Linked DNA regions of Lactuca sativa: region 1 is linked to region 2. A link is a contact called in public Hi-C data. All regions are on one chromosome and are shown on one strand. Each heading gives the region's core, a stretch centred on a gene start, on an enhancer-like site or on the middle of the called end of the contact. The rest is flanking DNA. Distances are from core to core; before and after follow the strand shown. Region 1 holds the start of LOC111910591 (monosaccharide-sensing protein 2). Region 2 holds the start of LOC111896208 (calcium-dependent protein kinase 26).

Region 1 (6,482 bases), core at 494-2,993, 610 kb after region 2:
GTTTTGTGATTGGTTCTTTCACGATCATAATAGTAAAGAGGGAGGGTGATAAAACTTTTTTTCGTGGATTCAATTGGATGAACTTATTTTTAGTTGTAGATCTCTATTAGTTGTTGTAAAAATCTAATCCATAAGCAATACGTGTGTAGGAAGATAATGCTACTACAAAACCAATGTGTAATATATGTTTGGAATATGTGTCTAGCTAATGTTAAGACAACTTTAAATATAATCTATGTCGAAAATAGTAAGTTCAAAATGCACATTCTGAAAAGTAGACTCATAATAAGAGATTTCATACAATTTTATGTCATATCTTGCCGTTCACCAAAAAAATAAATGGACTCTATAGTTATCTTGGCAAAAGAGGAAATAATTAATCATATCCTTTAATACTATATACTAAGACTAAGATTTGGTCGATATGGTCATCTTTATAAATATCCAAAAGTTATATAATTAAAAAAAAAAACGACTACCACATAAATAAGAAAAAATGTGTGTTCGTTAGATCATTGACAAATTCATTATAATTTCACGTCGATTTGCCAAAATATTTTCTATTCTTACACCTTTCCATCCTTCAAATTCTCTACGAGATGTGCACAAAAAAACGGTTTGAAAAAAACGAAATTACAATCCGACGGATTTATGAAAAAAATAGTTTTATACAAACTAATTCAATTTAAAATTGAACCGCCACTTTACCAGTTTGAGATTTGAGATTTTTCTATAAAACAGTGTAATAATATAATTTTTATTAAAACTAGCAAGATGCTAGTAAAATAAAGACACTACAAGAGGAAATAACCTCTATTAAACAAACAAAATAAACATTGTGAAATAATATTGTTAAAGTAGACCCCTTTCCTTGGTTTTTCTACTGAAAAAGTTTAGAAGTTCCGAAAAATCCAAAAAAACCCAAGTAGTTGTATGTACAACTTAGGGATGAGCATTTGATGTGCAAAGGGATCGGAAAAAACTGAGACCGAAACCATTGTATTCAATCCAGTTCTCGGTTCTCCATTTCCTTCTAAATCGGTTCTTAGTTCGGTTCGGGCCAGGTTTGAAACCAAACACATCTTTAAAGAACACACTTACTTGTATAACCAAACTGGAACCAATTGGAATTGGGGTATTGTGTCTGGTTCTCGGTTCTTCATTTCCTGATTCTTCAGTTCTCGCTTTGGTTCCTAACCTATGTTCATCCTTGATACAACTACATCCAAACACTTCCTTTCCTGATCTTGCTTTCAACCGATTTTGCAGCTGTCCTATATGCTTGAACTTTTTTTGCCCCTAAACTAGTTTTGCCTCAACTTGGTTTTACTCTGCATTACTTTTGCATCAAACTAGTTTTCTTACCGTAGGAAAAACACTAACCGGTTTTAAAACCAATCCAGTTTGATTTGAAAAAAGGGTATGTCCACCTCTCATGCTCACCAATGCCAAAGTACATGAAGGACCATTATTACAAAAGTAGTTGTCAAATGACAAAATGTGTAAATGATCGACTAACCCATGTAGATGATTGAATATCCCAGGGGACTATTTTTGTAACATTGCCATTTTGTGTACCATCAAGATTGCTGACGCCAACACTTTAAGTGTCGTTCAGCCAGCGGAGCAAAAAGAACTGTACTTAAGTTAAGTCACTCAAATTTTCAGAAAGCTCCCTCAACTTATAACCATTTGACCATTCTAGTCCCTGAATAGTGAATTCATCTTCTAGTCGACTGATCGAGACGTTTTTCAACATGAAGTAGACAAGTCTTGGACTCTCACCCAAACAACGGTATCTCTCTCCTTCTCTCTCGAAGTTTTCTTTCTACATTCAAATGAAGCAAGTATTTGTTTGATTAGTAATTTGGGGTATTCTTTCTACTTTCCTACTATTTCCCCACTATACATATAATTGATAACAATTCAATCATTAATTTTTGATTCCCTTTTCTTGTTTCCTTTTAATCTGAATCAAATGCACACAACCCAGTGAGCTCAACTTCACTCATATCACTTCTCAAGTGAGATAAAACGATTCATCTAATCACCATAGATTTGCACCGTTTGTTATTCATATCACAAATCGCCGGTAATTGAAACAAATCTCAGATTCATCGTCTTCAAACAGACATGAATCTTGGATTTACGTTTTTGCGAATCCTTTCAATTCTCATATCTATCCCCTAAATTATCTCTTTTTTCTTATTTAAACGTTAGTAGACATCACATATAGCGTTATCTCAAGATGGGTTTATCGCAATTTGATCGCTTGATCTGTTATTTTGTGTCTATCTACTTGTGTGTCTCTGTGTGTGTTTTCTTTTGTCGATTTACTGAATTGGGGTTTTGATACTTTCATCTACAGCGTAGTAGAGAAGAAGTTAGGAAGATGAGCGGAGCTGTGCTAGTTGCCGTTGCCGCCGCCGTTGGTAACTTGCTTCAGGGATGGGATAACGCCACTATCGCCGGTAAGTTACTTAAAAAAAACCAGATCTTCATTGATCCATTGCTCCAAATCTCAAAATTCTTCTTAAAAAAAGTATAATTTAACAAACAATCGGTGTTGTTTTGCGATTTAGGGGCTGTGTTGTACATAAAGAAAGAGTTCAAATTGGAAAGCGAACCAACAATCGAAGGTCTAATCGTGGCCACATCCTTGATCGGAGCGACCTTGGTGACAACTTTCTCCGGCTCAGTAGCAGATTCATATGGCCGACGACCGATGCTCATCATCTCTTCTATCCTATACTTCGTTAGCGGTTTAGTCATGCTTTGGTCACCCAACGTTTACATCCTTCTATTAGCTAGACTACTAGATGGTTTGGGGATCGGATTGGCTGTCACTCTTGTCCCTGTTTATATCTCCGAAACAGCTCCGCCGGAAATCAGAGGTTCGCTCAATACTCTGCCGCAGTTTACAGGTTCCGGCGGGATGTTCCTTTCTTACTGTATGGTGTTCGGAATGTCATTAATGGAATCACCCAACTGGCGATTGATGCTCGGCGTTCTTTCAATCCCTTCTCTAGTTTACTTCGTCCTCACCATCTTTTTCTTGCCGGAATCTCCCCGGTGGCTCGTGAGCAAAGGTCGAATGCAGGAAGCGAAGCAAGTCTTACAGAGGCTACGTGGCAAAGAAGACGTCTCAGGTTAACAATTTCACCAATTCTCTATCTTTCGTAACGAAACATCACATCTGTAAACTTTCTGATTTTTTTTTTCCCGATTTGACAGGTGAGATGGCGTTACTAGTGGAAGGTCTTGGAGTCGGCGGTGAAACCTCCATCGAAGAATACATAATCGGACCTGCAAATGATCTTGAACACGAACAAGACGAAGCTGCTAAAATCAAACTATACGGTCATGACGCTGGGGTTTCATGGATCGCTCGACCTGTCACCGGTCAAAGTATGCTCGGAATTGCATCTCGTCAAGGAAGCACTATAAACCCTAGTGGCGTCCCACTTATGGACCCACTTGTCACCCTCTTCGGAAGTGTCCATGAAAAGCTTCCAGATGCGCATGGTAGCAAAGGCAGCATGTTGTTCCCACATTTTGGGAGCATGTTTAGTGTCACTGGAAACCAACCTAAACATGAAGATTGGGATGAAGAGAGTGTCGGTAGAGATGGTGGTGATGATTCCGGTTCCGATGTCGGAGGCGGGAATAACGATTCTGATGATAATCTCCACTCCCCGTTGATTTCCCGACAAACCACAAGTTTAGAAAAGGACATGATTCAACCGGCTTCACATGGAAGCATTCTAAGTGTTAGAAACAGTAGTGTGGTCGGAAACAACGCCGGGGAATTGAGCAGCACTGGAATTGGCGGCGGGTGGCAGCTGGCGTGGCAGTGGACGGAAAGAGAAGGGCAAGATGGTAAAAAGGAAGGCGGGTTTAAGAGGATTTATTTGCATCAAGAAGGCGGGACCGGGATCGGAGGGTCGCAACGCGGGTCGTTGATTTCGGTTGCTGGCGGTGATATGGCGGCGGATGCCGGTGATGTTTTTCAGGCGGCGGCTTTGGTTAGTCAACCCGCGCTTTATTCTAAGGATCTTGTGGATCAGCACCCGGTGGGACCCGCTATGGTGCACCCATCTGAAGCGGCTATGAAAGGAACGAGTTGGAAGGATCTTTTTGAGCCCGGGGTTAAACATGCTTTGTTTGTTGGTGTTGGGCTTCAGATACTTCAACAGGTAAATATAAATTGGAATTTGGAAACTTTTTTGTTTATTGAATTTTTAATTTTTAAATTTTTTTTTGTTATTTGCAGTTTTCGGGCATCAATGGAGTTCTTTACTACACGCCTCAGATTCTTGAGGAAGCGGGTGTTGGTGTTCTTTTATCAAATTTGGGAATTAGTTCGACTTCATCGTCTCTTCTTATTAGTTGCATTACAACTTTGTTGATGCTTCCTTGTATTGCTGTGGCAATGAGGCTCATGGATATTTCTGGAAGAAGGTAATTAGTTACTTTCTTGAAATTTTGTATTAAAGGGCATTAACGTCTTTTACACAAACAAAAGTTTTGATGCAAGTCTTTGTCCCACCTTTTTGAGTTTGACAAAAAGTTGAAATTTTTGTCCCGTTCACATCAATCTAATCTAACGTCAAACACAGTACACAATAGTCTTATTTTATTCTGTCTTGTCTTGTCATGTGTAACAAGCGGGGTCTCAAGGGACAAAATGTCATTTTGTTATTTTACATTGGGTTCAATGAAAGAAATAGCAATATTTTTTCGTTAATACGTTTATTATAACATCCTACTTTCATTTTTTCTATCACAACATCAAACTTTGAAAAATCTATTGATTATAGCAATTTCATCCGAATACAAAGCAATTTTCACTGCTATAATTGGGTACGTTTTTCAAAGTACAAAATTCAGAAAAAAGTTAAAAGTAAAATGCTATAATCATGTTGACTTTTTAAAGTAGAACGTCTTCTTCGTAAGAATTTTTTAAAGTACAATGCTCTAATAAAAAAAATTGAAAGTAAAGACGCTACGAATAATGATACCCAACAAGTCTTTTTCATGTTCTAATATCTTTAAAACTATGTTATTGCAATTTGTAGGACTCTTTTATTGACAACAATCCCGGTGTTAATCTTAACCCTCGTAATCTTGGTGGTGGGAAGTGTAATCGACTTTGGAAGTGTAGTAAACGCCGCCATTTCAACCGCTAGTGTGGTGGTGTACTTTTGTACTTTCGTGATGGGCTTTGGCCCAATTCCCAACATCTTATGTGCGGAAATATTCCCAACAAGAGTCCGTGGACTTTGCATTGCCATTTGTGCCCTTACATTTTGGATATGTGACATCATCGTGACATACTCACTCCCGGTTCTTCTCACTTCCATTGGTCTCTCGGGTGTTTTTGGATTGTACGCGATTGTGTGTGTGATCGCGTGGGTGTTTGTGTTCTTGAAGGTTCCGGAAACAAAAGGAATGCCACTTGAAGTTATTACCGAGTTCTTTGCAGTTGGTGCAAAACAGGTTGCGGCCGCAAAGGGTAACTGATTTCGGTGACGTTTTTTGGAGCGCGCGCGTGTGTTTTGGTTTGGTTTAAATTTTGTTGTGATTGAAATGGAAAAATTCAAATTTTTAGTTGTTTATGTTGTAATAGCTTTGTACCAAATGTCTTTTAACATTTGTATTTTTTCCCTTTTTAAATTAATGCACCAAGTTTAGGCCCGAAAATCTTTTTGTCTCATCAACTTTTACCCCTTTATATAAAATCTTTAAGTAGAATTGTGGTTTATGGTTATAGGTAAAGATTATATAAGTAATGTATGGGCAAATGATATAAAAGTAAGTTTGGTAGAAATGTACGAATTTATCCTTTTACGTATTTTAGGTTCATTAAAGTCGGAGGTTTGCAATTTTTTTTTTCTTTCTAATTTTACCTTTTTGTTTATTTCTGATTCATTAAAGCTATTATGTTTGACAGCAATGTTCATTAAACCAGCAAAAAGCGTACTCTAGCTTTAATGAAACAAAAATACGCAAGAGGAAATATGCAAAAGGGTAAACTTGTACATTTCTAACAAACTTAAGAGTTTTTGTCATTTTCACATATTGTATTTTATTTTTTATCCATAATAACAATGCATTTATGTCCTTTTTTACCTGTTATAACAATGTACATCATTTTTAGTCAAGATAGCAACATACTTGCATTTTGCTACTCATATTGGCAATTTACTTTATTTGTTACATGTTGATATTTAATGGAAAAGATATGTAAATATGTTGCTATTATGTATAAAAGATAAAATTATGTTTTTATTATAGGTAATGTATTTGCTATTATTTGTTAAAAAATATAAATAAGTTGCTATTATGGGTTAAAAATTGTATATACATTGCAATCTATGTGCTTTATTTTTTTGTTTGGCATATAGTGCTTTCATTTTTTTAAATTATAGTTTTCTTTTTTCCTTTTTTGTTTCTCTTAAGCATTATGATTTAAAAAGAAA
Region 2 (6,491 bases), core at 3,680-6,179:
AAATGTATCTTTTCAAGAAATGGAGAGTTAAAAGTATGTAATTTGCTTCATATTTTGTTGTTTACAGTTTGTTATATGTTTGCAATATTCATTCATGTGGATTCTTTTGCAGGAGATCATAACTTCATCCGAGACTACAGAAGTAGGAGTCTAGGAGTATGTTGGTTTCAAGATTTCTTACAATAAGTAGATAGAATAAAATGATATCCAATACTTTATTTAAGAAGTCTTTTTATATGATTGTTTTGTTCAATGTGATAGATAAGTATTACCGAACAAACATATGAATGAGATGTGTAACGGATGTTTCTTGTAACAGATATTTTCTTGCAACTGTATATGTTATGTTTGCAACATTATAGATTGTATATTTTTATATTTTTTGAACTAAGTGGCAGTTTGATAGTTGTCGATTGAGGTGTTGTTTGTTTTTTCGAAGCTAAAATGATGTAGTCTGCAGACCGCATCAGAAACCATCTGCGGCAGAAGAGGTGGATCAAACGTCTGCAAACTGCAATAAAAAGTTTGTTTGTTTTTTAATGTCTGTAGGCTGCTGAAATAACCTGAAATTAACCATACAATAGTTAAAAATAATTTTAAATCAAAACTTTATTTAATTTTAATCATATGCAAATTGAATATACGAATCATCATGATGATATGATTTTTAAAGACGAACATAATAATTACTAAATAACAATAAATAAAATTGTTAATTTATCGAACAACATATTCATTTTGTTAATTTTTCCAATATGAAGGTTATTTTTTCGGTTAGCTTCAATAGATTTGGTAATTTTTGTGATCACCTTCATAATTTATTATTATTTGGTTATCAAACACTTTTGAAATTATGTAAAGTACACTTGAATTGTTTATAATATCCTTTATAATATTATTAAAATAATAAACATGTGAAAAAATTAAAACAAAACTACTTTCAATAATAACATGAGAAGTGGTATGAAGATGAGGGCTCATCGCCGTGCAGCACGCACGCAACAGTTTTAAATCATAAATCTTATAAAAAACAAACAATTGTAAAAGGTCAAGTGTTCTGTCTTGTCAAAACCAAAAACAAACAACTATGAAAGACCAAGTGTTACGCGTGTTATATGTGACGCAACCAGAAGTGGTCAAAAGTGATTTATTAAAAAAAAAAAAAAACGAAAAAACCAACCCCAAAGTCGAAGTTTGATTGAGTCAACACGAGATCAAAGACTTCTAAATATGGTATCAAACAATTTGAATCTGATCGAATCAAACTTAGTCTTAGTAGCAGGCTTATGAACAGATCTTGATGAGCATTTTGATTTTGGTTTCTTGTGTAATAACTCACAAGTCACAAGTTATCATCAAGTGTAAAACACATGAAGAAGCATAGGCACAAAGTTTAGTAGATTTTGTTTCCTATCAAAATTAAAAACAATAGAAGTGTCATCGCACAAGAATTTGAACAATAATAACAACAAACAAGAAACTGTGCACTCATTAAGTTCTTACATATCCTTTCAAGTAATACAACAAACATAAAACAAATAATAATGCTCAAACATTAAACATCCACTGCCACCCAACTCCTCCTCCCTCATGGTGGTGGGTGGCGGCGGCACAACCACTTAAGTCATAGCCTTGAAGCCTCCATTGCCAGCTGTACAATCTACAATATCACCACCTTTGCAGACATACTTAAATTAAAGAGCCCCTGGTGCATCTCTCATGCTCATATTCAAACTGTTGCGCATTGTTCTTCTTCCGACTCCTGCATTTCCTTTTGTCATCATTGCCACAAATTCCCCATAATCAATCCTTCCATCCTGTATAATAATCACAACATAATCTCATCATTCTTTCTTTCAAATTCCCCAAAAACCAATAAAACTCGGAGCTTTTTCAATTAGCTTTTTATGGATTGATTTGAAAAAGCTCATGGGAAGAGCTTGTCAATTAACAAGCAACTTGAAAAGGTTTGATTTGAAAAAGCTTTTTGCAAAAAGTCAAGAGCTTTTTGGTTTGAATAAGCTCATAAAAATAGTATAGGATTGTATATTAAAATGTTGACTTTACGTTATCTTGGTCAACTTCTCTGATAATATCTTCTACAAGAAAATCAGTCATGTTATGATCTGCACAAGCTTGTTGAAGCTCATCAACCGTTATATAACCACTTCCATCTTTGTCAAAATACTGAAAAGCTGCAACAAGATGCTCCTCTCTTTCAAGTTTGTTTAAATGAATTGTAGCAGCTACAAATTCACCATAATCTATTGTCCCACTGTTGTCCACGTCAGCCTGGAAAACCACATGACATGTCAGCACAAACACCACACAACTTGACACGTGTACAACTTTTGAACTTTTAACTCAAGATTTACCGCATCCATAAGGTCACGAATCTCTGTATCCTTTAAAGTAGAACCGAATTTCCTTAATCCAGCTTTAAGTTCATCAAATGTAATTGCACCACTGTTATCAGTGTCCATTGCCTTGAACATTTCTCTCAATCCTGCAATCTCCTCTTCTGATAGGCTTTCAGCTATAACCTAAACACATTCAAGATTCAAGATTTAAGATTCAAGATTCAAGATTCAAGATTCAAGATTCAAGATTCAAGATTCAAGATTCAAGATTCAAGAATCAAGATTACTTTTTTATTAATCCAATAATATCATCAGTCATGTTTAAATCATATAAGAAAGTAGTAAATGCAAGAAATAGCAAAGTCAAACATGTTCTTACACGTAAAGCCATCTTCTTCAACTTATTCATTGCAGAGAATTGCTTCAAACGAGAAAGAACAGCTGGATCCAATGCTCTATCAGGAGCAACACCATTTTCACAAATCCAAGGATGACCTATATGCAAATAATTCATATTACACTTTTCAATAACATAATCTTTAAGATATCAAAATTAGTTTTACACTATTTTGAGTAAAAAGTCAACATACAAAGAACTTCATGAGCAGTTAGGCGATTTGAAGGCCTAGAACATAACATCTTCCTAATAAGATCTTTTGCACTATCAGATATAACAGGCCATGGGTCTGAATCAAAGTCTATATCTCCCTTCAAAACAGCATCAAATATCCCTTGTTGTGTTTCTACAAAAAGTCAAAGTCAAAGTCAAAGTCAACATTCCTGATAAGAAAATCCATAACTAGTGCTTATTGCTTATAACAAATACCAGCCCAAAATGGAGGCACTCCACTTAGCAGTATGTAAAGTATCACTCCAGCTGTCCATACATCTGCTTCTGGACCATAATGCTTCAAAAGCACCTCAGGAGCAACATAGTATGGACTTCCTACTACATCTGTAAAGATTTGACCTAAAAAAAAAAGAAAGAAAGAAAACCAAATTCATAATAAGATATAAAGATTTAGGCATTTTACAAGTTTCAGGTTATGTATTGCTATATAATATTATAATATACCTGGTTTGAAGAAAACTGAGAGACCGAAATCGATTGCTTTGAGTGAAAAATCATCATCTCTGTTAACCAATAAGAAATTTTCAGGCTTCAAGTCTCTATGCATAACACCAAGTGAGTGACAAGCTTCAACAACACCAACGATAATCTTTGTCAATTCAGCAGCTTTTCTCTCACTATAATGTCCCCTTTGAATGATCCGATCAAACAATTCTCCACCATTACAAAGCTCCATGACAATATGAACATACAAAGGATCTTCATATGCACCCTTAATCGTGACAATATTCTTGTGTCCTGCTAAATGGTGCATTATCTGAATCTCTCTCCTAACATCTTCCAAATCCTCTTTTGAAATCAGCTTCCTTTTGGAAATCGATTTACAAGCGTAATCTATCCCTGTTGCGATTTCAGTGCATAAATAGGTAGTACCGAATTGACCTTGACCTAGCTTTTGACCCAATGTGTAGACATCGCGAATGTTATCGGTTTTATGGCCAAGAACGTAGTAAGCTTGGTTGGAGGTTCCATGGCGACTCATGGTTATGGTGGTGTCTTTTTTGGGAAGAGGGAGGGGTTTCGGAGTGGGTTCTTTTGAAAATTCTTGAGATATGAGGTTTTGATTGATCAAGGTGGTGGGTGAGTAATCTAAAGAGTTGTTAGATAAAGCAGAAGAAGGGTTTTGAGTAGCGATTGAATGGTCTTCGGGCTTATTAAAGCCTTCTGTGTGTTTTGTTCCTAAAGATCCACGGCATGTATTGCCCATAAAGCGATCAACTTCTGCTCATCAAATTTGCTGCATAAAGAGGTATCAAGTCGTACAAATTAGACATGTAACACCTCAAGAAAAGTTTCGTCTTTTTTCTTAATAAAAAGATCTGCCAACAGATCGGAGAAGTAATCTTGAGTTCATCGTAAATAGATTGTTGATTAAACAAGAAAAAACCAATCTGAGCGAACTTGCTGAAAATCAACAGAAAGACTTCAAATTTGTTGATTTTCTGGCAAAACCCAGATGAGAAACTATAAAAATGGACAGAAAGATTTCAATTTGTTGATTTCAGGAAAAAAAAAAAAAAAAAAAAAAAAAAACAGATGAGAAACTATTAAAATGGACAGAAAGACTTCAAATTTGTTGATTTTAGGCAAAACCCATACGAGAAAATGAAATTAAATGACGAGAAAGACTTAAAAATAGATGAGAGCAACCAGAAGAAATCGATGAAATCAAGTACGTAGTTGCAAGTAATAAGATTAGAAGAGGTATAGATCTAGTAAAGTACCTGAAGGACGAATGTAAAAGTTAAACGGCGATCAGGTTGAGGAAGAAGACTAAGGATGATGATTAGCGGATGAACAGCTAGCATGGGTGTTGACAAGTTTAAATTTATGAAAAGTAGGAAACTCCAGTGTTGTTGCCAAGAAGGAACGGAGGAGGTGGTGGAAGATGGGTGCTGACCAGCTTACTGCTCACCAATCTCCCTCTAAACTTCCTCTATCCACAACAATATTACACATGACTACCTCAAACTATCCATCAAATCCCCATAAGCCCTGCAGAAACACCAAAATATATATATATATATATATATATATATATATATATATATATATATATATATATATATATATATATATATATATATATATATATATATATATATATATATATATATATATATATATATATATATATATATATATATATATATATAAAATAGGCTAAACATTTGACATGTTATATTAAGATGGAAAGTTGATATTGTACAATAGCCAAGATTGGTGTTTATCTCAGATCGGTCACTAATGTTTTTTTTTCCACAATTAGTCATTAAAGTAACATATTATTACCGAAAGATAAGGATATGAGCGACATGTTAACCAATGTACATGCTAGAAGCTAGCGTAGTATTAGGTGCTTTTTGCACATATTTTTGTCCATTTTATGCATCGATTTAGTGTAGTTTACTTCATTTTATATTCATTTCATTAAAAGTATTGTTATTTATTGGAACAATCTTACTTGCATATTTATGTAGTTTTAAGCAATGTACTATGGGAGAAGTCCTGAGGATGGCAAGTCATTTTATACATGACATGGGCAGTGTTGATTTTCCCTATTTCAACAAGGGTCGTGTTCGGTCCAACAACTGCCTTTTGGCAATTTTCCTTTTTATTCTATCTCGGGATTTTGGTGCATTTTAAACTTACACTTCATTTCAGGTGATCCGGAGGTGGAAACGCGCTTTGGGAGGTGGCGGGAAGCACAGGTGAAGGTATCGGGACGATCAAACGTGGAACAAAAAAGGTTGGAAAATCAAGTTTTCGCCTAGAAGCAAAGACGGACCTTGCAGAACACGGACCGTGTCATTTTAGCTTATATTGACACGGGTTGTGTTGATCCATTTATGCAATTTTGAGCAATGTACTTTGGAAGAAGTCCCGAAGACGGCAAGTCATTTTCTACACGACACTGGTCGAATTGATTTACCCTATTTCAACACAAGCCCTGTTCGGTCCTATAACTGCCTTTTGGCGGTTTTTCCTTTTTACTCTATCTTAGGATTTTGGTACATTTTAGACTTACACTTCATTTCAGAGCCCTTAGAGAATGGTGATTTCTAGTACTAATACAAGTTTTCGATTGTAATCATTTGGAAACATTTTGTCATTAGATTTGTAAGTTTCATTGCGGATTATTTCATCTTTTTTTTAACTTGTTGATTGTTCTAGCCATGTGTGTCTAGAACCCTAGTTTCTCCAACTTTATGTCTTGACTTCTTAGTTGTGATTTCAATCATATGATTTGATGTTTGTTTTCAATTTCTATCTATTGAATTTGATTTTGTTTTAATCGAATGCTTTATTATAATTGTAATTCTTATTGATAATTTGAATCAGGGTTAGGTCATTCAAGTTATCTAATTGCAAAATCTATAATTGCGGATTGGACTAAGTAACAAGCACTAAACTGATTTCCATTGAATGAATTTAGTGTAAATCTTATCCACACACTCTTACGCTTCCAAACTTGTGAGGGGTAGGGTGTTGTTGGAAAC

What was found. A called contact is a pair of places that touch in the nucleus more often than the background predicts.
Region 1: a Hi-C map of leaf shows a contact between it and region 2, with 8 times the contacts expected there. The contact joins the promoter of LOC111910591 here to the promoter of LOC111896208 in region 2. A contact is called at or near these places in 3 of 4 Hi-C or Micro-C datasets (leaf and seed).

The regions. Positions count from the first base shown.
Region 1 is chr8:198,693,190-198,699,671 of Lsat_Salinas_v11, forward strand. LOC111910591 (monosaccharide-sensing protein 2) reads left to right here and starts at 1,744. Exons shown (of 6, transcript XM_023906418.3): 1 at 1,744-1,872; 2 at 2,369-2,471; 3 at 2,583-3,149; 4 at 3,235-4,196; 5 at 4,274-4,461; 6 at 5,079-5,703. The coding sequence starts at 2,393. The coding sequence ends at 5,523.
Region 2 is chr8:198,078,248-198,084,738 of Lsat_Salinas_v11, forward strand. It overlaps LOC111896208 (calcium-dependent protein kinase 26), which reads right to left and starts at 4,930. Exons shown (of 8, transcript XM_023892223.3): 1 at 4,716-4,930; 2 at 3,436-4,228; 3 at 3,187-3,330; 4 at 2,951-3,103; 5 at 2,740-2,855; 6 at 2,376-2,543; 7 at 2,068-2,292; 8 at 1,384-1,817. The coding sequence starts at 4,198. The coding sequence ends at 1,695. LOC111896191 reads left to right here. Exons shown (of 4, transcript XM_023892206.3): 3 at 1-33; 4 at 113-356. The coding sequence ends at 154.